7 separate regions of the Mus musculus genome follow, and regions 2, 3, 4, 5, 6 and 7 are each linked to region 1. Evidence: chromatin contacts called from public promoter capture Hi-C data. All regions are on one chromosome and are shown on one strand. The core of a region is the stretch at or near the end of the contact, and the rest is flanking DNA. Distances in the headings are between cores, read along the strand shown. Region 1 holds the start of Pdf (peptide deformylase (mitochondrial)). Region 2 holds the start of Gfod2 (glucose-fructose oxidoreductase domain containing 2). Region 3 holds the start of Nutf2 (nuclear transport factor 2). Region 4 holds the start of Nrn1l (neuritin 1-like). Region 5 holds the start of Psmb10 (proteasome (prosome, macropain) subunit, beta type 10). Region 6 holds the start of Slc12a4 (solute carrier family 12, member 4). Region 7 holds the start of Ddx28 (DEAD box helicase 28).

Region 1 (3,102 bases), core at 210-2,709:
CACTGTCCATTTTGTCGATGAACAAGCAGCCCTGCAAGTGATCCATCTCATGCTGGATGATTCGAGCTGTCCAACCACTTGCCGACCACACCACTGGCTCTCCTTTTGGGTCCAGTCCTGCAAAGGAAGTTACAGGCTCGATGAGGTGAGGCTTTGCTGAACTCATGCCCAACCTCCTGTCCCTACTTTGTTTCCTGCCCTGGCCATGCCTATTTATATCCTATCTACAGAGGCAGCATCCAAGAGTGAATGTGGATAACAGCTCTTATCCCTCCTAGAAAGGGTACCCCAATTTTGTCCAGTGCCGACTTTTTACTCAGCGTGATTCCCAGCACTACTACAGGGCAAGGATAAGAAATCAAAACTCTTTTCAAGGGCTGTTTATCAAAGGTATTTCATGCCAGGCATGGTGGCACACACCTTTTAATCCCAGCACTCAGGAGGTAGAGGCAGGCGGATTTCTGAGTTCGAGGTCTACAAAGTGAGTTCCAGGACAGCCAGGGCTATACAGAGAAACCCTGTCTCGACCCCCCCCCCCCAAAAGAAAGGTATTTCAGCTTGGCACTGTAGCAAATAACCATATTACATAAAACAATGTGAATGTGAAGCATGGAATGGTTTGTTGCCCTAGTCTGGGTAAATCTGGGTCCCACTTTCTTACACAAGCCCCACCACGATAAACTGGGAAAATCGTGTGTGCAATACAGACACACTTACATGGGAATCTATATACCTACTCATGAGAAAGGGGAAAGACAGGCTCCATATCTAAGGAATCACCCTGCAACCCATCTAGGCGGGCCTGACCTGCTCTTCAGGAGTTCAGTTGGCTCCCGAGTGCCGCTGTGTCTGCACTGTCTCTAGCCAGAGAGAGCAAGACCACCCCGCTGCCCACGTCCCCTGCACCTGAGATCTGCACGGCTTGGAAGCGAGGCACACACGCCAGAAAGCCGGCGACACTCTCGCAGCCCTCGGGGAAGGTGACCAAGCGGCTGTCCAACACTCTCAGACTGGGGTTCACCAGCACCCGAAGTGGGAAGGGTTCCATCTGACGCAGTTCGCGCAGGCGCGGTGAGAAGGCTCGGAGGAGCTTGTCCGGGAACTCGAGCGCCAACACTTGCAGCGGCACCCCGAGCTGCGGCGCACTAAGGCCCACACAGCCACGCCGTCGCATTACCTGCACCATCCGCCCCACCAGCCGCTGCAGCTCCGGCCCCGCTAGCTGCTCGGGTTCCACCGGGGCCGCCACGACGCGCAGCACCGGGTCCCCGACCTGGCACACGTGCGCGTATGGCGGCTGCGGCGCGCCACATACAAGGCGCCTGAGGTACCGCCAGTAGGAGCGCGTGCGCGCCGGGCCCTCCAAGGCGGCCAAGGAGCTGCACCTCTGCGCCCGGCTCCCCGGAACCCACGCCGGCCGCGGCAGCCTGCCCAGCAGCAACATGGCGCGGGGAGACGCCGCGGCCCTTCCTTCCGCTAGCGCCAAAGACGCCGGGAAGCGTAGTTCCCGTGTAACTTCCGGACGCCCATCGTCGGGAACAGCAGGCGAGTGGCGACAGTTGTCGGTTTTATTAAAGCTGCAAATACCACAGGGCCCGCGCTATCCTGGGCAAAGCAACTGCACACACCTTCCCGCTGCAGAAGCGCGTACCCTCAGGGCTGCTCCCCAGGCTGCGGGCAGGGGACACTGCCTATGGCTCCTCCCTCACTCGGTGGCTCGGCTGGCAGCGGCTCCCCCTCCATGGGCTCCTGAGGCAGCGGCTCCCCTGGTTCCCTCTTCTCTGTTACAGGCTCCATGCTCCGCTGCTCCGCAGGGAGCTCTGGAGCTGGGGCCACGAGGTCCGGCCCCAGCTCCTGCTCATCTAAACAGAAAACTGTTTCTCTCTTAGGCAAAATAAAGGCGAGAGGTTCCTGGATGGCGCTGATGTTCACGTGTCCAAGGTTTCCGTGCTTAGAGAGCTGGGTGGGTGAAATGCCTGACCCAGATGGTAGGGAAAAAGAAATGAAAAAGAAAAAAAAAGTTATTAAATTCAATGCAGAGATCTCAGGGATGGTGTGGGGCAGGGGAGGGGACACTCAGAGAAAAGATTTAACACAATTACATATTTCAATACAACAAGAACATCTTTTTGGGTTTTTTGTTTTTTTGAGACCTGGCTATGCTGGAACTCTATAGACCAGGCTGGTCTCTTATCTCACAGAGATCGTCCTGCCTCTGCCTCCCAAATGCTGGTATTAAAGTTGTGCCAGGCTAAGGGCATCTCTGTAATACAAAAGGACAGTTAGTTATATTGGAGCCCCATTGTAAGGGTGGATGGAGCCTGAGCCAGGAGACACTCAGTAAATACTGGAGTCCAGGCACAGATCCCAGCTATTTGGGAGGCAGAGGCAGGAGGATCTCTGAGTTCAAGGCCAGTTGGGTATACCAAGTTAGTTCCAGGGTAGCCAGTGCTATATACTGAGATCCTGTCTAGTGTCAAACCAAAAACAAGGGCTACAGACATGGCTCAGTGGTTAAGTACTCTTCCAGAGGTCCTGAGTTCAATCCCCAACAACGTGGCTCACAACCATCTGTAATGGGATCTGACGCCCTCTTCTGACATACACGCAGGTGTGCATTCAGATAGAGCACTCACATAAAATCTTTAAAAAGACAAAACGAAAACAACAATGATAAAAGCCAGGCTGTGGTGAAGAACACCTTTAATCCCAGCACTCAGGAGATTTACAGAGTTCCAGGACAGCCAGAGTTTCACAGAGGAACCCCTGAAGAGAAATCCCATATCAAAAAACCAACCAAACAAACAAACAAATTTTTTAAAAAATCTTTCCTTTTATCCTAGCTCTTGGGAGGCAGAGGCAGGCAGATTTCTGAGTTCAAGGCCAGCCTGGTCTACAAAGTGAGTTCCAGGACAGCCAGGGCTACACAGAGAAACCCTGTCTCAAAAAAAAAACAAAAAAAAAAACACAACTTTCCTTTTTCTTACCTAAAGTCTGGGCTATCTGAGCTGGTGGGAAAAGGACTTGAAGACAGCGGTTCAAATAAGGAACAAGGTCTTCCAGGAAGGCAGTGCAGAACTGGACAAAGATCTCATGCTCCCC
Region 2 (3,102 bases), core at 270-2,769, 1.3 Mb before region 1:
TTACAACAGAATTTTTATCTATAAAATATAGATTCTACCAAAAGAACTGCCTACAAAAATCTCCACTTCTGGGCTCCAAAACATGTTTTCAATTCTAGTCCTAAAGAGTTAATTTTCTCGATTTCTGTAAAATGGGTGTCCTGCAGCTTTTGTGTTCTCTGGTGTAGTTTTTCAGGAGGAAGTGAGTTTCCTATCACAAACAAATCTAGCTTCCCCTACTCAAAGACAATCATCTTCTCTTTACCACTTCATATCATACGGGCTGTTTCTTTCAACTGAATGGTCTTCCATTAAGAAGTCTTTGTGCGCGGGCAGTGGTGGCACACGCCTTTAATCTCAGCACTCAGGAGGCAGAGGCAGGTGGATTTCTGAGTTCGAGGCCAGCCTGGTCTACAGAGTGAGTTCCAGGACAGCCCGGGCTACACAGAGAAACCCTGTCTCGAGGGGGGAAAAAATAAAAAAGTCTTTGTGGCCACAAATCATAAAGTTAGTGCTGCGGCCGGTTTTCATTTCTTTCTCATGTACTCTTTACTTAGCAGGACACTGGGAGCAAGGAACATAAGTGTAAGATAACTTCCTTGCTGTCTATCCAACGCAATTTTATACCTTTACATTTCCGTCCTGTTCTTTAGATTCTGAGGCAGTCCGGAAGGCAAACTGTCCTCATGGCCATTCACCAATGCCCATCTCTCCAGGCATGTCTTTCCTCACCAGGGCTGTAATAAAGCCCTGACAGAAACACCTCATCTCATCTTTTGTTTCCACAAGTCCATCCGTTTGTTTGTTTGTTTGTTTCCTGAGCTACAAAAGCAGGCCATGGCCAACCAGGCACTCAGGCAGGGCTGGCAGGGTAAATCAAATGCTTCTAGGATGTTCCTTTTTCAAGCTTTTACCTGAACACCAGTTTCTTACATACTTTCTGCCTCAAGTGCAATCTCATTTTTCAATAGCTAGTAAGGCGACGAGTCCTTTGTCTGAAGTGTCCACACCTCACAAATCCTCATCCACAAAGCGCCCATCCTCACTCAGGTAATGGGGTGATCTGCTCCGCAATGGGCGGGGTAGCCTAGGGTTTCACATCTTTATGGGGATGGGTTAGGTTCAAGCAAGATCCTTACAGGATCCAAAATTCTGCGTCCGAATGTAGCAGGTCCCATCTCCGAGGTGGAGAAAACGAACCTCGGAGCGACCTCGTACTCAATGCCGTGCACACACTGGCATTTAGCACAGCCCTCCTCCAGCCAGGGCCCCCGCGTATACTCGCTTCCAACCTCCGGAGCCGGGCGGCGGCAGAGGCCGGGCCAGCGCCCGCTCCCGGCCGCGCCATGCCCTCTTTCACCCTCGCCCGCCGCCGGCTGCCTCTCACCTGGCATGCTGGCATTGCCCGCCCAGAGCTGCACGAGAGACCATGGATCCGGAGGGGTTTCCGAGGCCGTCCGCCTGCCCTGAGGGAGGCTAGTGCGGATGCGCGCGCGCCGGAATCCAAAGCACCGATACCGGGAACACGCCGCCTGGTTTCTAAGGAACAGGGGTCTCTGGTACGGAGGGGCGGGGCGGCAGGAGGACAGCGCATGCTCAGTGATGGGAGGTGGACCCGCGGGAGGCGGGGCCGGGATGAAGAGCTGCGCATGCTCGCGCCTTGGGGGTGGTGCTTGGGAAACCTTCAGGGAGCCTATTGCTGTCAAGTTTTCGGTGGTAGATGTGTTGATGGTAGCTGTGCTTCCAGCTTCGGGCGCTCTCAGATTTGCCAACCGGCCTCAAGAATGTAGATAGATGCTTTAGAGTGTTTCCTGGAATGAAGGTCTCGACAACGACCTATGTAGAAGCACAGGTATCTCCAACTGGTCGGATTTCTTTTTTGTTCGTTTTTTTTTTTTTTTTTTTTTAGTTTGTTTGTTTGTTTTTTGTTTTTTTTTCGAGACAGTGTTTCTCTGTATAGCCCTGGCTGTCCTGGAACTCACTTGTAGACCAGGCTAGCCTCGAACTCAGAAATCCGCCTGCCTCTGCCTCTTCCTCTGCCTCCCAAGTGCTGGGATTAAAGGTGTGCGCCACCATGCCGGGCCTGGTCAGATTTCTTGACAGGAAAGATTGGCTTTCGTGTTTGCTCAGGTGTCTGGTCTCTTTCTCTGGGTGTTCTTTAGTTGTTCTTTAAACGTCGTTTCTCTTTTAGGCTGTAATCTGAAGTTCCCCTGACCTCCTTATGGAGCCTGTGTTCTCCCAGGGAAATACATCTTGTAATGAGGTCAGCCTTAGTTTTACAGTGAAGCCGGTTGACTTCAGTGTGAAATTGGCTCTGTAGAATGTGACTGGGTTGGTTTTTTGTTTATGTATGTGTGTGGGAAGACTCTCTTGGTTACTTCTTAGTTGCAAAAAGGGAGGCTCCCAGTCCTCATCCCACAGCAAGCTGGAGAGATAGACTATGCCTGCTGACCTGAGGGGGTTCTGTGACCCTTTATCAGTTGTAGGACTTGCCACCATTACCACTTTGTCTCTACCCCTGGCAACTTCCAGAGTGAAACAAAATCTTAACTTTGAATCCTCTTCTTCAAATGGGCCTTTGTCTCCTGTCCATTGGAGACAAAGGATCAGAGTTAAAAATAAAAAGTGGATGTGCTGGGCTGGAGAGGTGGCTCAGTGGTTAAGAACACTGACTGCTCTTGCAGAAGACCAGGGTTCAGTTCCCAGCAACCACATGGTGGCTCACAGCCATCTGTAATGGGATCTGATACACTCTTCTGGTGTGTCTGAAGACAACAACAATGTACTTGTATAAATAAAAATATCTTTTTTAAAAATTGGATGTACTTTTTTTTATTTCTTGACCATGGTAATTCTTAGATCAAGGTTTTTCAGTAGGGATACTACTGTCATTTGAAGCATGATAGTTTTTTGTTGGCTAGAGCCTTTTGCTATAGGATGCTTAACAGTATCCTTGGCCTCTACCCAGTAGACGTCATTTGCATACAACTCCAGTTGTGTCTACCAAAAGTTACTTATCTGATTTCCCATTTCTTCCTCATTAACTCTTCCTTAAGAATTGTAGCTGGCTGGGCGGTGGTGGGTGGTGGCGCACACCTTTAATCCCAGCACTTGGGAGGCAGC
Region 3 (3,102 bases), core at 329-2,828, 1.2 Mb before region 1:
CATCGGCCTCTTAGGGTTAGCTCTGGCTTGTGATCAGGTGGTGAAAACACAGCAGTGTATTTTCAGGCTACCAACCAATACCCTTCCCTTAGAATGGGGGCTTCTCTCTCCAGCCTGTCCTTGAGTTCCTGGTCTTCCAAAGAACAGATGCTGTCACCTTGGTTCTTTTGAACCCATTAGCAACATTCCTTGGATCCTTCATCCTGTCTCATGATTTGCTTGTGTTTTGTTTTCTTGGTGGGGTCAGGCTCCTGATGTGTCGCCAACAGGGTAACATGGAGTTCTTAGTGACCAAGCAAAGTGGTCTGGATAGACAGAGGATTTTTTTTCTCTTTTTTTTTTTTTTTTGGTTTGTTTTGTTTTTCGAGACAGGGTTTCTCTGTCTCCTGGAAGTCCTGGAGCTCACTCTTTAGACCAGGCTGGCCTTGAACTCAGAAATCTGCTGTCTCTGCCTCCCAAGTGCAGAGATTAAAGGCACGTGCCACCACTGCCCAGTTTAGACAGGGGCTTTAATCAAGAAGCTTAGCCTGGTTTTATCAGTCATCTCCAGGAGGTGGGGTGAGGCTAAGAGGGCAAAACAGAAGTATTAAAGAGTCTTCTGACTAGGAAGATAGGGGTGTTTGCAGCCATTTTCCTTTTCTGTGGTTCTGTGGGTTGGTAGCAGAGCCATTTGCCCAGCACAGGCGGGACGGAGAGGCGTTACTTCAAATATTTGTGTCACCCAGGAAACTGAAAAGGATATTGAAAGTAAAGGGGAAGGGGTGGGAAGATTATTTACAGTCTGGCCATTTAGGAAAATTACGTTTCGCCAGTTATCTTTCAATAAAAATTAAAGTTGGAAGGTGAGCTGGCTCCGTGGGTCGCTAAACCTGAGAGAATCTGATTTCAAGGCCCCCATGGTGGAAGAACTGACTCCAGAAAGCTGCTTCTCTCCTCCACACCCATGTCGTGGCTCATCCCTCCTCAACACAAATAAACAAACAAAAATAGTTGCCCTGTCTGCTCCAACAAAACAAGTAAACCTGGAAATCAAAAAAAGAAAACCCTCACGATTCTGTTTTTAAAAATACCTCTCTGTACACGTGAGGTTAACCTCTCCAACTATGGGCCCACCTTAGATGAGTGTTTAGAGTTTCAATAAAAACCTAGTTACCTTCCAACCAACTTTGGGATAAGTGGCTTCCTCTGAGACACAGCTAACTCATTGAACAAGAGAGGAGTGGGTTTCGCCCCCGTGGGTTGATGCTAGAGGAGCAGAGCTGGTAGCCAGGGCGCCTAAAGGGAGTAGGCTTTGGACTAGGGGCCTAGGGAGGGGCTGCTGGGACAAGCCAGCCAGCTCCAAGCTAAACCAGGCTCCCATGGAGGCGGGGTCAGGCTCCATAGGCCACATACACTTAGGCGGGGCCAAGCCAGCTGGGACCCAGCTACAACCGAGACCTGATCCTTGCCTGGCGCCAACTCCGTGTTCCAGAGGCTTCCGCTAGACCACAATTCTCAGGGGCTCACCCGGACCGCCTCCCTCCCTAACTTAGCCTCTCCTCCCGCGCTGCGAGCCGTGGCTGCGCCTCTGCGAATGGCATTCTGGGAAATGTAGTTCTAGCTAAGCTCACTAAGGCGTATAAGGAGCATACTGGGACTACGTTTCCCTGAGTGCAGCGGGACGGGCGAGGGAAGGCAAGGGGGAAGGGACAGTCGGTCGCAGACCGCGCTGGGTTGCCGCCGCCGCTGCCGCCATCGTGCCAGCCCCACGGGTGAGTGTTGGGGCCAGCGCTCCGGGGCGGGGGCTGGGCCGCAGGAGCCGCGCTCTAGGCCGCCGGGAGCTTCTGCTTCGAGGCCCTGGGAGGCCCCTCCCCTCTTCACACCCCCACGGCGGCCCGAAGAGGCACGGGGCCCGCACCATGTGTCGCGCGCGGCTCCGCCTACCGCGGATTGTCTGCGGCCGCGGCCCGGGGAATGCTGAGAGCCTGATGGACGGCTGTCCGGGCCACCCTGTGTCTTGGCTGATGGCCAGATCTTTTTCTTTTGTCCGGACGATCAGGATAGCTCTCAGGGCCCGGCCCTGTGTGGCCTTGCCTGGCTTGCTCGAATCCTGCAACCTCTGCAGGCAGGTTGGCGGGCCGATCCCAGACCCACGTCCCACCACCCGCCGGCGAAGATCCGGGGATGGGCAACGCCACCCAGCTCGCTCCAGAGCCAGCATGGGTAAGGGTGGCCCTCCTGCCGCTGCTGGGGCTTGGGACCATTGCCCGGTTCCAAACCATAGCCCGGCTAGGATGTAGGTGAACGCTTCTCTGCTTGATTGCCTGCTGGGAGTGCACGAAACTTAACCTCTACCTCGGTAGAACCGGTGCTGCAGTGTCCAGCATGGAGGACAAGGGCAGGGATTCTGGGGTGGGAGGGGATGCCTCGTGGGACTTTACCTCTAGCTAGTCCTGGAAAATAAGGACCTAGTATCTTTGGAGAGGCAGCTCCAATCTTATCCATGACTAGACTCCAGCTCTGGGGTGGGTTGTGTGAGCCTCCAGTGTTTTTGTTAGATTTCTCAGTCAGGGCCCAATTCTAAAGTACGTTAGAACCTCCTAGAGTTAGCAGGAAGATGACTCCTTACTGAAGTGATGAGGTCGGATTTAATTCATGAAGAAATGGACTCCATGCTTGAGGTTTTTGAGCCCAGAGAAGGTGGAAGGGGCCTTGTGCCTATGGCACTGGCTTAGACTGTTTTTGCCTTTTGAAGTTGTTTTGTAGATCTAGAACTAGAAGTCACGATGTCTGCTTTCTCTTCACGTGTGCTAGGGCTGCCTGTGAACAGTCAAGAAGCTGGATGGGTCTAGAGAAAGTACCTTAGCAATGGCACCTCAGGTCATCCATCACCTTGAATTCCTGGAGATGTAGTGTATTTGACTAGTTACTAGTAGGCAGGCTTTGAGAATGCACTTCTGTTTTGAGTGATGATTAGGAACTAGTGGAGAAAAGCTCCCAGGACTTGGCAGAAAGCATCTCTTGTCAGGTTGAATTCTCTGGTCTGTTGCTGGCTTCTGTGTCACAGTTCTTAAAAGGCCTAAGAGGTCCCAGAGACCTGGGCAAGCAGAGTGCCCAGTCTCT
Region 4 (3,102 bases), core at 193-2,692, 1.2 Mb before region 1:
CCCTCTTCTGGTGTGTCTGAGGACAGCTACAGTGTGCTTATATATAATAAATAGATCTTTAAAAAAAGAAAGAAAGAAAGAAAGAAAGCCTCCCATCCTGGTACTGGGGATGAATTAGCATGCTGTCTCATTCTCCTCCCAGGCACTGACTGCTGCTGATCTCAATCTGGTGCTGTATGTGTGTGAAACTGTCGACCCAGCCCAGGTTTTTGGGCAGCCGCCCTGTCCACTATCCCAGCCTGTTCTCCTTTCCCTAATCCAGCAGCTAGCATCTGACCTTGGAACTAGAAGTGACCTCAAGCTCAGGTGAGTGGGGCAGTCAGGGACCAGACGATGAGTTAGAGGTAGGGATAGAGAACAGTTCATAGCAGACACCCACTCTTGCCTGACTCCCACCCCCTAGCTTTTCTACCTATATTCTCCACCCATTCCCATATGAGGCTTAGAAAGATTCTTTATCATTGTTCCTCTGGGCTTCAGTGCCACCAGGGGGCACTCCTTTCTGCTGCATCCACCTATACCCTGCCTTTCTCCCCTATCCCCAGCTACTTGGAAGAAGCTGTGATGCACCTGGACCACAGCGATCCCATCACTCGAGACCACATGGGCTCTGTCATGGCTCAGGTGCGCCAGAAGCTCTTCCAGTTCCTGCAGGCTGATCCACACAACTCACTTAGCAAAGCTGCCCGCCGCCTCAGCCTAATGTTACACGGCCTTGTGACCCCTAGCCTCCCTTAGCCATTTAAAGAGGGATGAGGTGATGCTGAAGGCCAGTTGGCAGGTTTAGGTCAAGGCAGGGCCATGTCTGCTGTTTCCCTGCTCAGGCCTTCCTCTCTGGTGTGTGGAGGGAGGTATGCAGCAGGGCTCACGGGCAGTGCTCTACTGATTGTGGTAACCAGCAGGGTCAGGCGGGCCCAGGGCACGTAGTGTGCCTTCTTGGGTCCTACCATGCCTGAAGCGTGACCCCAAGATCGTGACACCACTTGAGTTGAATTTTCCATGTTCCTTTTTACCTATAATTTGGATCTTTTTGTTTTTGAAAAACATTGAGAAATGCAATTAAAGGCTTTTGGAATAAAAGAAAGTATGTGTGTGATTTTAGTTTGTCTTTGATGTGACTATTCTTTCCTCCCTTTGGGGAAGTCTGTCCAAACCAATCTACTCTGGGGTCCCCTGGCACTCATTCTCATCTGATAAACTTCCTACTCACACCTCCCTGTCCAATTCAGGCAACACGGCCTAGAGCCAGCTCAGCATCATCTTGCCTCCTCTCTGGGCAGTTTTGCCCTCTGGGGTCCTCCTCTTCTCTGCCTAGCTGGATGCTGGAGGCGGGGCTGACAGCTGGGATGATGCTCCGCCTCCAGGCCCCATCCAATCAGAATCCCTTCCTCTGTGGGCTGGGTCCACAGGCAGCTCTCCAAGCCTCTCGCTCCTGCACTAGGCTTACAGCCAGGGATGATGTGCAACTGCTGCCACTGCCACTGGCGCCGCCGCTGTCAGCGGCTACCCTGTGCCCTGACGCTGTTGCTGCTACTACCACTCGGTGAGTGTGAGCGTCCTGGGCCCAGGCTGCAAACCCTCTCAGAGGTCCTAGCCAGACTGGGTGTAGGGTATGGGAGCAAAGGAGTTGGAGATGAGCAGTGAGGGCTCTGGGAGCATGCGATAGTGGCTTCAGGATGGAAAGTACAGTGCAAACACCTCAGCTGTCGGGGGAGAACTTTTAAATCCTGTAGCCCTCTTCTGACAAAGGGAGTCTGGCCCCCAGTAGAGCTCAAGCCATGGATCTCTGATCTTAGAGTGACTGGCTTTGATCCCCACCCAGCCCAGTCAGTTTCAGCCGACACACTTGTCTTTAGGGAGGCAATCAAAGTGCCAGGTGGAGCTCATGAAGACTACAGGAAGACTGCCTTCTGCCCACGACCTCCTGCTTCCAGACCCTCTACCCCTGAATCTGTCTCTGACCTAGAGTCCCAGGAACTAGAGAAGGAGCTAAGCTCTGGGACCCAACACCCGCTTTCTGTTCCCACATCACACCTCCATGTGCATCACAGTCCAAAGCCTATCTTGAGAGTTAAGCCAAGTGATCTCCAGCTACCCTGAAGTTCCCCGGGGGGCACCTCTTTCACGCTGAGTCACGTCCCCAGAGCAGCATCCGGTAAACAAGCTCCTGACAAATGGACTCTAGCTCACTCTATTAACCATTCTCCATCCCCAACCCACTCCTAATCTCTACCCACCCAGCAGTGGCCTCTGAGGGCCCAAACCGCTGTGATACCATATACCAAGGCTTTGCTGAATGTCTCATCCGCCTGGGGGATGGCATGGGTCGAGGAGGCGAGCTACAGACTGTCTGCAGGTACCGGCAGGTGGGAGGCGATGGGTAGGTCGGTGGGAAGCACCAACCCAATCTATGCTACTGCACCACCACCCCAGGGCCCCGAGTCTCTTCCCAGTCCAAATCGTTGTGCTCTAACCCCCCTAACCCCATTCTGTAACAGATCCTGGAATGACTTCCACGCCTGTGCCTCTCGGGTCCTGTCAGGCTGCCCAGAGGAGGCGGCTGCAGTGTGGGAGTCACTGCAGCAAGAAGCTCGCCGCGCCCCACACCCAGATAATTTGCACATCCTCTGTGGCGCTCCTGTGAGTGTTCGGGAGCGGATTGCTGGCCCAGAGACCAACCAGGAGACACTACGGGCCACAGCTCCTGCACTGGCTCCAGCTCCAGCCCCTGTGTTGCTCGCCGCCGCTCTAGCGCTTGCCTGCCTCCTGGGGCCTCTGGCCTAAACAGTCTGGTTGGCCAGCCAACAGTGCCCTTGCCTCCCATCACTGCATGCAGTGGCTGCCATGTGAGCTCTGCAGTATGCACACTTTTCATTAAAGGTATTTATATTTGCACCAAGTTGGTTCCTTTCTCCTGGCTGTGGCCCTCTTGACTAAAGCAAGGAACCCCAGGAAATTATCTCAGCATGGAATGTGTGTGCCTCAGAACCTCCACAAGGGACTCAATCATCCTCACAAACATTCATTTTGTGATGGCGGTATTGAGGTTTCTTTCCATTATGCTATAGGTCCCAAGAGCATCCTGGGTCCCAAGAGCTCTGG
Region 5 (3,102 bases), core at 338-2,837, 1.1 Mb before region 1:
AACCTTGAAGGTGGGGTTGCAGGAGCAGGATTCGTGTGATTTAAAGGGTGGAAGAGCTCACCAAGGGCAGTAAAGGGCAGACGGCTGTAGGAACCATGTGGGTGCACCTCGTAGAGCTGAGGTCCGTTCAAATCAACCCCGCCCACGACCAGTGATGCCCCCACGTGGCCTTGGTACCTGTGGAGGAGCAGGCAGGGTTAATGTTAGCAGACAGGCCCCGCCCATTACACTGCCTTTTGGTCTGAGTCCCACCCCTTCCTTTGGCCTGGCGTCCTGCAATTGACGCTGCCTCTTCCGGAACTCAGCTTGGTCTGTCTTCTTCCGGTCTCCCTGCAGGTCGCAGCCCCGCTCCCCCCCACTCCACGTCCCGCCTCCTGTCAACTCCACCCACCTGCAGATACCCCGTTTAGGGGTCATCTTAGCCCCACTTGCTCACCGGAAAAGCGTCTGGCGCAGGATACGGGTGACCGTGGCCACCCGAGGCTCACGGCCGGTGGACAGCGCATGTAGTTCCATCTTGGAAGCTGCCATCCGCGTAGTCATCTCAGTGTCCGCAGCTACTCCAGCCCCACAGCAGCTAAGGGACAAAGGGATGGTGGATGTGGACAGGGACGTGCAGGGACAAAGTAGGGAGTGAGCGACAGTGCAGCTTATGTTTGAATATGGGGACTGGTCCGGGGCATACTGACTAGATTTTAGGGGCGATGAAGTGGATCTTCTCGCAGCTTTTGTCCGCCACAACCGAATCGTTAGTGGCCCGCGTGTCCGCTCCCAGGATGACTCCATCCTGCAGAGGCAGAGCCCAGCCTTAATGCCCACCTGATCTCCGCAGTGGCTGCCCTTCTAGCCCTCCAGCCCTTATCACCCCGCTTACTCGGAACACAAGCCCCGCGATGGTAGTCCCGGTCTTGCGTGCATGAGGAACCCGAAGTCCCGGAAGGACGTGTTCCAAGGACGCATTCCTGGAAACATTGGGGTGACTCGCGTTTCAGTTCTGCATCAAGGGAGGGTCCCTGAACCGGTCCCCAAACCCATTTCTACTCATCTCCTGGCTTAAGCCCCTACTTGGTCACCCAACATAGGGTTCCCCCACTCCACCAATAAAACAAGGCACCAGCAGTTCGTGACTAGAACTCCACTCCCCTTTCACCTCTGGCAGTTCTCGAAAGAGAAGCCTCCTGTGGGTTCCACTGCCTGCTTCAGCATCTCGCAGGAAGGCCAAGTGAGAATGCGGGGGTCTCGATGAGTGGATCAGCCAGGGGGAGCAGAGGCGTCTGTCCTGGCTTCTGTGGGGTTTTTCCGGACGCTTCCTACTTTCGCTTTCACCCCCACCCTAGTTCAGAGGCTGTTGGCTGCTGTGTGCATCTTCTCTTTCACTTTCGTCTTTGCTGCTAGTCCCAGATAACTTGAGGAAGGGGCTATTACACTCCTTGCCAGACCTATGGTGCGCCTTAGATCCTCCATTCCCATCTCTGCTGACACCCCCTGAGCACTGCAGGCACATACATGTATTCAGGTAAAACACTCACACACATAACCCCTTAAAAGTAAGTAGAAATGAAGCCCTTGCAGGCTTAGTTATGTGTGTGAGTGAATGTGGTATGTGCATGCCACATGCCCACCAAGGTCAGAAGAGGGCATCAGATTCCCTGGAACTGAAGTTACAGATGATCATGAGCCACCATGTGGGCGTGCCACCACGTGGGCGTTGGGAACCAAACTCAGGTCCTCTCCAAGTGCAAAAAAATGCTCTTAACTTCTGAGTGCTTGCTCTCTCTCTCTCTCTAATGTCTCACATTAAATCTTCTTTAGATGAACTGTCTTTTCTTCAGATCCTAAACTTTTTTTTTGGGGGGGGGGGGCGCTTGAAAAACTGTTTTTCAGTGTAGTTGAGTGTAGCCCTGTCTGCCCTGGAATAAGCTCTGTAGACAAGGTTGGCCTGGATGAGAAGATTAAAGGCATGTGTACCACCACGTGGCCCTAATTTTTTAATTTTTTTATGGCTTATTTTATGTGCGTTGGTGTTTTGCCTGCATGTCTGTGTGAGGTGTCAGCTCCCCTAAAACTGGAGTTACAGACACTTGTGAGCAGCCATGTGGGTGCTGGGTATTGAACCAGGGTCCTCTGGAAAAACAGCTTCTTTCAACAGACGCTGAGCCATCTCTCTAGCCCCATTTATTTGTTTGTTTTTTCGAGACAGGTTTTCTCTGTATAGCTCCGGCTGTCATGGAATCCAAGTTCTTACATTAACAATCCCCAGCCCCAATATCTTAAATTCTATTTATTTGTTTGTGTTTTGGGGACAGAATCTCTGTGGTCTTGGCTGTCCTGGAACTGTGTGTATCAGAGTGGCCTACAGAGATCTGCCTGCCTCTGCCTCCCAAGTGTTGAGTTGAAGGCGTGCACCACCATGCTTTATTATAAATTTCTGTATCCAACCAGAACTCAAAAGTCGACTTCAAATCCTATTTCTCTGTGTCCCCATTCTAACAGCCATATACCCAGATCTGAATATTGTCCTGGGCCCCTAAGAAGGAAGCCACAGAGCAAGCTTCCTGAGCAGCTCAACTAGGACAATGAAAATCTATTTACATATCTCAAAGTCAGTCCAGTCTGGGGCCTTAGCAAAGCCCACTGAACCCCGTGTTCCCCTAAGCCCAGATCAAGCATGCATCAGCCAGGTGATGCAGGTTATCTAAGGAACCTAGTAGTGCCTTCCCCTTAACCCATAACAAACACCCTGCACTTATTTATAACAGCTAGGTCTTTATTCAGGGGGTGGGGGACTTGGGCTGGCAGCTGGCGACTTAGGAGTGCGGTAGGCACCCAGTAGGATGGCATTGATATGCTCCAGTGTCTTATTGCTGAAGACCATGTTGAGGTGATCTGTCTCGTTCATGGGCAGCAAATGTACGGGCTGCGACTGGCGGCCCTGCCACTGGCCACAGAGCTCAGTGCTGCGGGTGGCTACGGTGTCGTCCCCATCTTCATAGAGTGCAGCCACGGGGTCTTTGTAGGGGAAGTTGTGGTCATAGATGTAGGTGTGGGGTGTGGGTCTGCCCACACCGTAGAGACAATATACTTCTACACCAGGTGCGGGGA
Region 6 (3,102 bases), core at 378-2,877, 1.1 Mb before region 1:
GCCTAGCCTGGAGGGATCTGGCAGGGCACAGCCAACAGCCAGCATAGCTCCAGGTTACTCCTATCAACCTGTGAGGGACCAAGGCGGAGCCAAAGAAAAGGCTCAGTACTGCCCATTGGTCCAGGCTAATCTCCAGGATGCAGTTCAGTACATCATCTAGGGACAGACATCCTTCCAGTCCCAGGGAAGGAGGGATATGGTTCCGACACCTTGGACCAGGCAAGGGGCAGCAGGGGATGTGGGATCTAGGGTTACTTACACACAGCTGTGAAACCTGACAAATCTCCGTGACATCTGCAGTCCATGCCCCTGGCCTGTATGTCCACATGGCAGGCAGGTCATTCAGTCACCGTTCACATGAAGCACAGACTACCCCTCAAGCATGTCACCATCACAGACCTATCAGATAGCCTCCGATACCATCACCAGACACAACACACATTTCCTACACCTTTCTATCACGGTCAGCCTCAGACATCACAGGCATTTGTTATCATAGCACCAGGCTCATCACTGGCAGCCTTCCTGGAAACAGTAGCCATAAGGACGTCCTGACCTGACCCTGTGATACTCAGCGACACACGTGCATTTACACATGCCTGGACAGCTATACAGACAGACACATATAACCAGGACCGTTCCCATTCCAAGTGTGAGGAGCCTCCGTGGGTGGAAGATGGAGAGATGGGGCACTGGAAGGGAGAAAGGGTTTACCTCTATAACCAGCCCTGATACCTAGGTTAAGGCACTACATTCTCATATCCGGGTTTGAATCCCACTGGAACAAGTTACATAACTCTTCCCCACCGCCCTTCACTCCTTCCTAAGTGCGAGTAACAGAACCTGTCCCATGGGGGAGGTTGGGAGGATTAAAGCGAGTTGCTTCATGTACAGTGCCTAGACAAGCCTGGCCCCGTGTGACTGCTCCCTAGGTGTCCATGATACGCACAGATCTACGTAGACCAAGGCCAACACAGGCTCTTCAGCGAGCACACCCTTTGCTCCTACCGGGCCAGTGTGCAAGGAGGCAGGGGTAGGGAAAGGACAAGAGAGGGGCGGTGAGTCATAGAGGAAGAGAGGGTGACACTCAAGAGGATGGGGGCGATTCACAGAAAGTGAGGAAGCTACAATCCAGGCTTCCATTGGACCCAGACCCGTGGCGCGTTCGGCGCCAGCCTAAGCAAGGCAGCCCGTTACCCGGCCTCCCAAGGCGGCCACGTCTGCAGCCCCCGCCCGCGGCCCTCGGGGGAGGAGCTGGGAGTGGGTGGAGGACGACCTAGCCCGGGAGTCCCGGACCAAAAAGACTCATCGGTCTGAGCGCGCAAGGAGCAAGAAAAGTGGAGTCCTGCATGGACGTCTGCGCGCGCGGTCCGAAGGCGCGAGTCCCGTGTAGATGCCCCCCGTCCCGGCCACAGCCCCCGCCGGGCGCACCCTCACCGTCCGAGTCTTCCCGCTCGGCGCGCTCGCCGTAGTCCACCCAACTGAGCCCCTCGAGGTTGTCATAGTCGCCGCGTCGCGGCCCGTCCACCGGCACCACGGTGAAGTGAGGCATCGCGCGCGCTTGGCCCGCGGTCCCGGCCTCCAGCCGGCAGTCCCCGCCGCCCCAGGCTGGCCCGCCCCGCCCGCTCGCATTCCACCCCGCTGCGCTCACTTCCTCCACCCGCCCCCCGGGCCGCCCCTCGGGGGCGGGGAGCAGGAGGGGCTCGGGTCGGCTCCTCCCCGAGGGGGGATGAGAGGACCCCGGGAACGAAGTACTCTAGCTGCTGGAGGGTAGGGTTCCTGTGTGTCTTTGGGTAAGGGGTTGCCCTCTCTGAGCCCCAAATGCGATACTTAATAAAGTGAGGGAAAGTATTTTAACTTTTAGGGGTATTATGATGGTGAGACGGGGCGCAGGGTGCACTGGCTCTGTTCCCTGAATCTAATTAGCTCTCAGTCACTTTTTGTTATTTAGCGGGAAAGCTAGCAGGACCTGGTCAATGTCACAGTGACCACCCCAAACCTCCTCAAGTCTTTCATCACCCTCACATACATACTCTTCCATAGCGGGAAAGCTAGCAGGACCTGGTCAATGTCACAGTGACCACCCCAAACCTCCTCAAGTCTTTCATCACCCTCACATACATACTCTTCCATTACCATCATTTCTCTCTAACGCTTCTCCAGGACTTTGGTAGCCTACGGTCTCTCCCTCAGTTCTGCTCGCTGCAGCCTCTCCCTTAGCAGGTGGTTGAAGATCGTATGCCCTTCCTAGAGGAGTCCGCTCCCTCCTCGCTAGAGGTTACACCGGCCCATCCCTCATCGACACTTTGGGATAGCCCAGTTATCTCATTTGAACTTGCTCCTTCATAACCTCACCTCCTGGAGGTTCCTGCACCCGAGTCCTTTCCTTTCTTGGTGCTAACTTCTTTCACACTCAGATAACTTACCTAGTCGCCTTGACTTGAGAATTTTTATCTTTCTGAGTTGTTCTTTTGGCCTCTTCCCCCACCCCACCCCGCTTCCTTCCTATCAGAAAGCTCCAGGGCTCATCTTTCTGCTCTATCTCCATTCTTTCTCCCTTTCTGGTGTAGCCTTTAGAATTTGGGCTGACTCTAGAATCCGCGCCCTCTGCTGCCACCCGCCAGCCCCAACTGCCTGGGTGGGCCGCTCGGCTAGGACCTCCCTGAAGCAGCTCAACAACTAACCCTTCCCAGTCAGCTCTTCCGGGCTGCAATCGGCCTCCCTCTCTTTCTGGCACCTTTAACTGCTTTCCAGCTGTGCGCGCGTGCTCTCGGCTCTGCATCTCCTATCCTGCACTCTCTGTATAGAAGGCTCACTGGTTACAAGCTTTTGTTGTTCTTGCCCCAGACCCAAGTTCAGTCCCCAGCACCCACATCAGGTAGCTTATGACTGCATATGTCTCTAGCTCCAGGGGATCTGATGCCCTCCAGCTCCCTCAGACTGTACCAGGGTTCACACACACACACACACACACACACACATTTAAATTTACCTTTAAAATTGAAAAATAAACTGAGCAAGAAGAAATATAATACAAGCTATGAGTAATAAATATTCCAAAAAAAGATACAAGGTATAACTAATAGCATTACCCCAGTCAGT
Region 7 (3,102 bases), core at 403-2,902, 1.0 Mb before region 1:
AAGATGCTAGTCCTGGAAGGCTTCTCCTTCGGCGAGCTGCCAGTTCAATTTTCTGAACCAGGCTCACATCCCAGGGGTGGGTCACAAAACTGATAACGGACCCTGGCACTTCGCTGCCCACACGACCCACCCTTCCTGCTCTGTGGATGTAATCCTGCAGGGTAGGGGGGAAATCGTAATTGATAACCACTTCCACGTGGACACTGTCTAGGCCTCGGGAGGCGATGTCTGTGCAGACAAGTATGTTCTGGGAGCCCTTCTGGAAACTCTGGAAGATACCTGCCCTCATTGAGGCCGGCATTTGCCCTTGCAGCCTTAGATGTTGAATCTTGTGGTCATCCAGAATGTACCCAAGCCAGTTCACGGTGCTGGCGCTGTTGCAGAATACCAGGACAGTTCCCGAGGGTTCCGTCTTACTTGCTTTGTCCTGCTGTTTGAGGATCTGAACCAGTTCTGTCACCTTGTCTGCTCCCTTCAGTCTCATAAATGTCTGTCTGACATGAGGCATGAGACAGTGCAGCTTGGAGCTGGTAATGGTGGTCAGACTGTCTGGACTGGTGACTTTACTCAGTAACTGGTTTAGGCCTTCTGGAAACGTGGCTCCCACCAGCACTAACTGGGCTTTGGGATTAAAGGGGTCTTCTAACTCGGCTGGACTTTCTGCTATAGGGCTCTTTTCCAAGATGTAGTCCACCAGTTCCAGGAAGCTTTCATCTAGCAGTGTGTCTACTTCATCTAGCACTATGAAGTTAAGATGCTGTAAGCTGATCAGTTGACTTTTCAGAGCCTTCCACAGCGCCCCTGGAGTAGCCACTAACACATCGGCTGCCGGTCGTCTATACAGCTGAAGTTTGAGCCTACTCATCCCGAGGCCTCCGCCAAGTTCTATCACCTGCAGGCCCAAGTACCCACCCAGTGACTGGGCCACTGCCTGCACCTGTTCGGCTAGTTCTCGGGAAGGTACCAGAACCAAGCCTCGAGGAGCCGTGAAACTGCGGGAGTCCAGGTCTGACCCTCTCAGGAGCCGCTGAAATAGGGGCAGTAGGTAGCTAAGCGTCTTGCCACTGCCAGTTTCCGCAGCGCAAAGGAGGTGGCGGCCTCGAAGCAGTGGGGGGATGGTTTTCGACTGCACTGAGGTTGGCTGCACAACTTCGGGGACAGCCTCCTGAAGCGCCAGCAGCACTCGGGGTTCCAGACCCAGGTCCACGAAGCTGCCCCGGGACGAGAGGTTCCTCAGGGCGGGCGCCTCTTGCTGCACTCGCTCTATGGAGAAATGGTCTTGCCGCGATCGCCGATGCTTCCAGCCACGGGAAGCCAGTGGCGCTCGCTCCCAACGGCCCAGCGTGAGGCGTGCGGGCTGGTTCAACTCCGGCCGCCGCGCCGAGACCAGCAGGGGACCGGGGCGCACTAGCACTGGCCGCTGCAAACTCCCACGGCCGCTCTGTCGCTGTTCCTGCCGTCGCTGCAGAGCCCGCGGAACGCGCACCACTGGCAAGGACTGGTCGGAACCGCGCACCACTAGGTTCCGTCGAGGCTCCAGAAGCAACCGTACTGCTAACGCCAGCAGCCGCGATGGCCCGGCTAAAGCCATATTTCCCTTGATGCAGAAGAGGCGCGCGCTAATGACGTCAAGCACGCCACCGTAGTCTGGAGTACGGTGGCTGGCGCGGATCAGGGTGGCGTGTGGCGCTGCAGCACCGGCTGGAAGGAGGGAGGAGGATCCTTAAGAGTTCAGTGGCTGCGAGGTCTGTAGGTTTCCACCCGGCATGGCGATGTCCAGATTGGAGTCATCTTTGGGGAAGGGTACTCGGTGGAGGCAGGAATGGGAGTCCGCAGTAGGAGGGGGCCATGGGTCCCTGGCTCAAGGAATCGAGTGAGGATGGCCTCTGTCATTTGAGTGCTTAATTTCTGATAGTCTTAACTTGTGGTCTTCATTGCCTCGCTCAGTCATCCCATAGAACTCCAAAGGTACAAAGTTCGACGATGTTTTCGTAGATATGCAATCCACTCAAAGCCTGGGTGATGCAAGTTTGCTGAGACTGAATGAATGGTAGGCCAGGGGACTGAGACAGAAGTTGGGAGTCTGGGTTTAAGCTCAACCCAGTTCTTTAGTTTAGAACCCAGAGTGCATGCTGGTGGCCTTCAGCTTATTTCGTCTTTGAAGTTAGAGAGATGGTCTCCGTTCTTTCAGGTGTAGTTTCTCAGGTTTTTTTTTTTTACACTTTGACCCTACCTCTCCAGGCAAGTTTCACCCTCCTTTCCTTGTCGTCGCCCCCCCCCCCCCCCCATGCATCTCAGCCTGGACCCATCACTCTAGCGGTCTGCTCATAGCCACTGGCTTCTCAGGCAGATTCCGAATTGCCTGACTAGAAGTAGAAAGAAGGGTCCCGTTACCCTCCTGGAGTGATGAAACTTATCTCACATAGCACCGGTCAAGCAGACTACTTGACATGAATTTAGTGGTTCAGGTTATTAAACGTTTAATTTTTTTTTTTTACTTCATACTTTTTGAACATATCTGAAAAAATGGGCATCAAGTGTCTGGAGTGGGAGATAAGGTCAATGTTTGTGGATTGATTACCTGGGAGGTTCCTAACGTCTGGAGAAAGTGTTTTAATTTCATTCATGGGCTGGTGAGTTGGCTCAGTGGGTAAGAGCACCCGACCGCTCTTCCGAAGGTCCGGAGTTCAAATCCCAGCAACCACATGGTGGCTCACAACCATCTGTAACAAGATCTGACTCCCTCTTCTGGAGTGTCTGAAGACAGCTACAGTGTACTTACATATAATAAATAAATAAATCTAAAAAAAAAAAAAGTTTAATTTCATTCATTAGAGCTGGCCCTCCATATTTATAGGTGGACCTCTGTGGAATTTTCCACTGTAGAGTGAGAATATTCATGAAAAAAAATGTGTCTGTACTAAATATGTATAGACATTTTTCTTTAATGTTACTCCCTAACAATACAGTATAACAAGTATATACATCATGTTTATATTGCATTAGTCATAAGCAGTTTGCAGATGATTTAAATCATGTGGGAGAGCGTTGGGGCATAGCTTTGTGATAAAGTGCTTGCCTATTAGCGTTTGTGAAGTCCTG

The links. Promoter capture Hi-C pulls out the DNA fragments that hold promoters and counts their contacts.
Region 2: a contact with region 1 is called in a promoter capture Hi-C map of liver, with 4 times the contacts expected there. The contact joins the promoter of Gfod2 here to the promoter of Pdf in region 1. A contact is called at or near these places in 2 of 39 promoter capture datasets (liver and pre-B cells) and 1 of 9 other capture datasets (liver).
Region 3: a promoter capture Hi-C map of liver shows a contact between it and region 1, with 4 times the contacts expected there. The contact joins the promoter of Nutf2 here to the promoter of Pdf in region 1. A contact is called at or near these places in 2 of 39 promoter capture datasets (cranial neural crest and liver), 2 of 115 datasets of contacts at active chromatin or transcription factors (astrocytes and large pre-B cells) and 2 of 9 other capture datasets (adipose tissue and pancreatic islet).
Region 4: a contact with region 1 is called in a promoter capture Hi-C map of liver, with 5 times the contacts expected there. The contact joins the promoter of Nrn1l here to the promoter of Pdf in region 1.
Region 5: a promoter capture Hi-C map of liver shows a contact between it and region 1, with 4 times the contacts expected there. The contact joins the promoter of Psmb10 here to the promoter of Pdf in region 1. A contact is called at or near these places in 6 of 39 promoter capture datasets (the SN4741 cell line, hippocampal neurons, liver and 2 more) and 2 of 9 other capture datasets (adipose tissue and liver).
Region 6: a promoter capture Hi-C map of liver shows a contact between it and region 1, with 5 times the contacts expected there. The contact joins the promoter of Slc12a4 here to the promoter of Pdf in region 1. A contact is called at or near these places in 1 of 39 promoter capture datasets (liver) and 1 of 115 datasets of contacts at active chromatin or transcription factors (embryonic stem cells).
Region 7: a promoter capture Hi-C map of liver shows a contact between it and region 1, with 3 times the contacts expected there. The contact joins the promoter of Ddx28 here to the promoter of Pdf in region 1.

What each region holds. Positions count from the first base shown.
Region 1 is chr8:107,047,155-107,050,256 of GRCm38.p6, forward strand. It overlaps Pdf (peptide deformylase (mitochondrial)), which reads right to left and starts at 1,460. Exons shown (of 2, transcript NM_026513.2): 1 at 907-1,460; 2 at 1-117. The coding sequence starts at 1,444. It overlaps Cog8 (component of oligomeric golgi complex 8), which reads right to left. Exons shown (of 5, transcript NM_139229.4): 4 at 2,988-3,102; 5 at 1,555-1,976. The coding sequence ends at 1,654.
Region 2 is chr8:105,757,088-105,760,189 of GRCm38.p6, forward strand. It overlaps Gfod2 (glucose-fructose oxidoreductase domain containing 2), which reads right to left and starts at 1,520. Exons shown (of 3, transcript NM_027469.5): 1 at 1,367-1,520.
Region 3 is chr8:105,858,955-105,862,056 of GRCm38.p6, forward strand. It overlaps Nutf2 (nuclear transport factor 2), which reads left to right and starts at 1,579. Exons shown (of 5, transcript NM_026532.4): 1 at 1,579-1,751.
Region 4 is chr8:105,892,125-105,895,226 of GRCm38.p6, forward strand. It overlaps Nrn1l (neuritin 1-like), which reads left to right and starts at 1,443. Exons shown (of 3, transcript NM_175024.4): 1 at 1,443-1,543; 2 at 2,242-2,356; 3 at 2,499-2,899. The coding sequence starts at 1,456. The coding sequence ends at 2,784. It overlaps Edc4 (enhancer of mRNA decapping 4), which reads left to right. Exons shown (of 29, transcript NM_001301100.1): 28 at 143-306; 29 at 546-1,101. The coding sequence ends at 738.
Region 5 is chr8:105,936,805-105,939,906 of GRCm38.p6, forward strand. Psmb10 (proteasome (prosome, macropain) subunit, beta type 10) reads right to left here and starts at 1,588. Exons shown (of 8, transcript NM_013640.3): 1 at 1,151-1,588; 2 at 875-962; 3 at 690-787; 4 at 437-577; 5 at 62-177. The coding sequence starts at 1,206. Lcat (lecithin cholesterol acyltransferase) reads right to left here. Exons shown (of 6, transcript NM_008490.2): 6 at 2,747-3,102. The coding sequence ends at 2,768.
Region 6 is chr8:105,964,488-105,967,589 of GRCm38.p6, forward strand. It overlaps Slc12a4 (solute carrier family 12, member 4), which reads right to left and starts at 1,628. Exons shown (of 24, transcript NM_009195.3): 1 at 1,438-1,628. The coding sequence starts at 1,552.
Region 7 is chr8:106,009,834-106,012,935 of GRCm38.p6, forward strand. It overlaps Ddx28 (DEAD box helicase 28), which reads right to left and starts at 1,653. Exons shown (of 1, transcript NM_028038.3): 1 at 1-1,653. The coding sequence starts at 1,591. It overlaps Dus2 (dihydrouridine synthase 2), which reads left to right and starts at 1,645. Exons shown (of 16, transcript NM_025518.4): 1 at 1,645-1,745.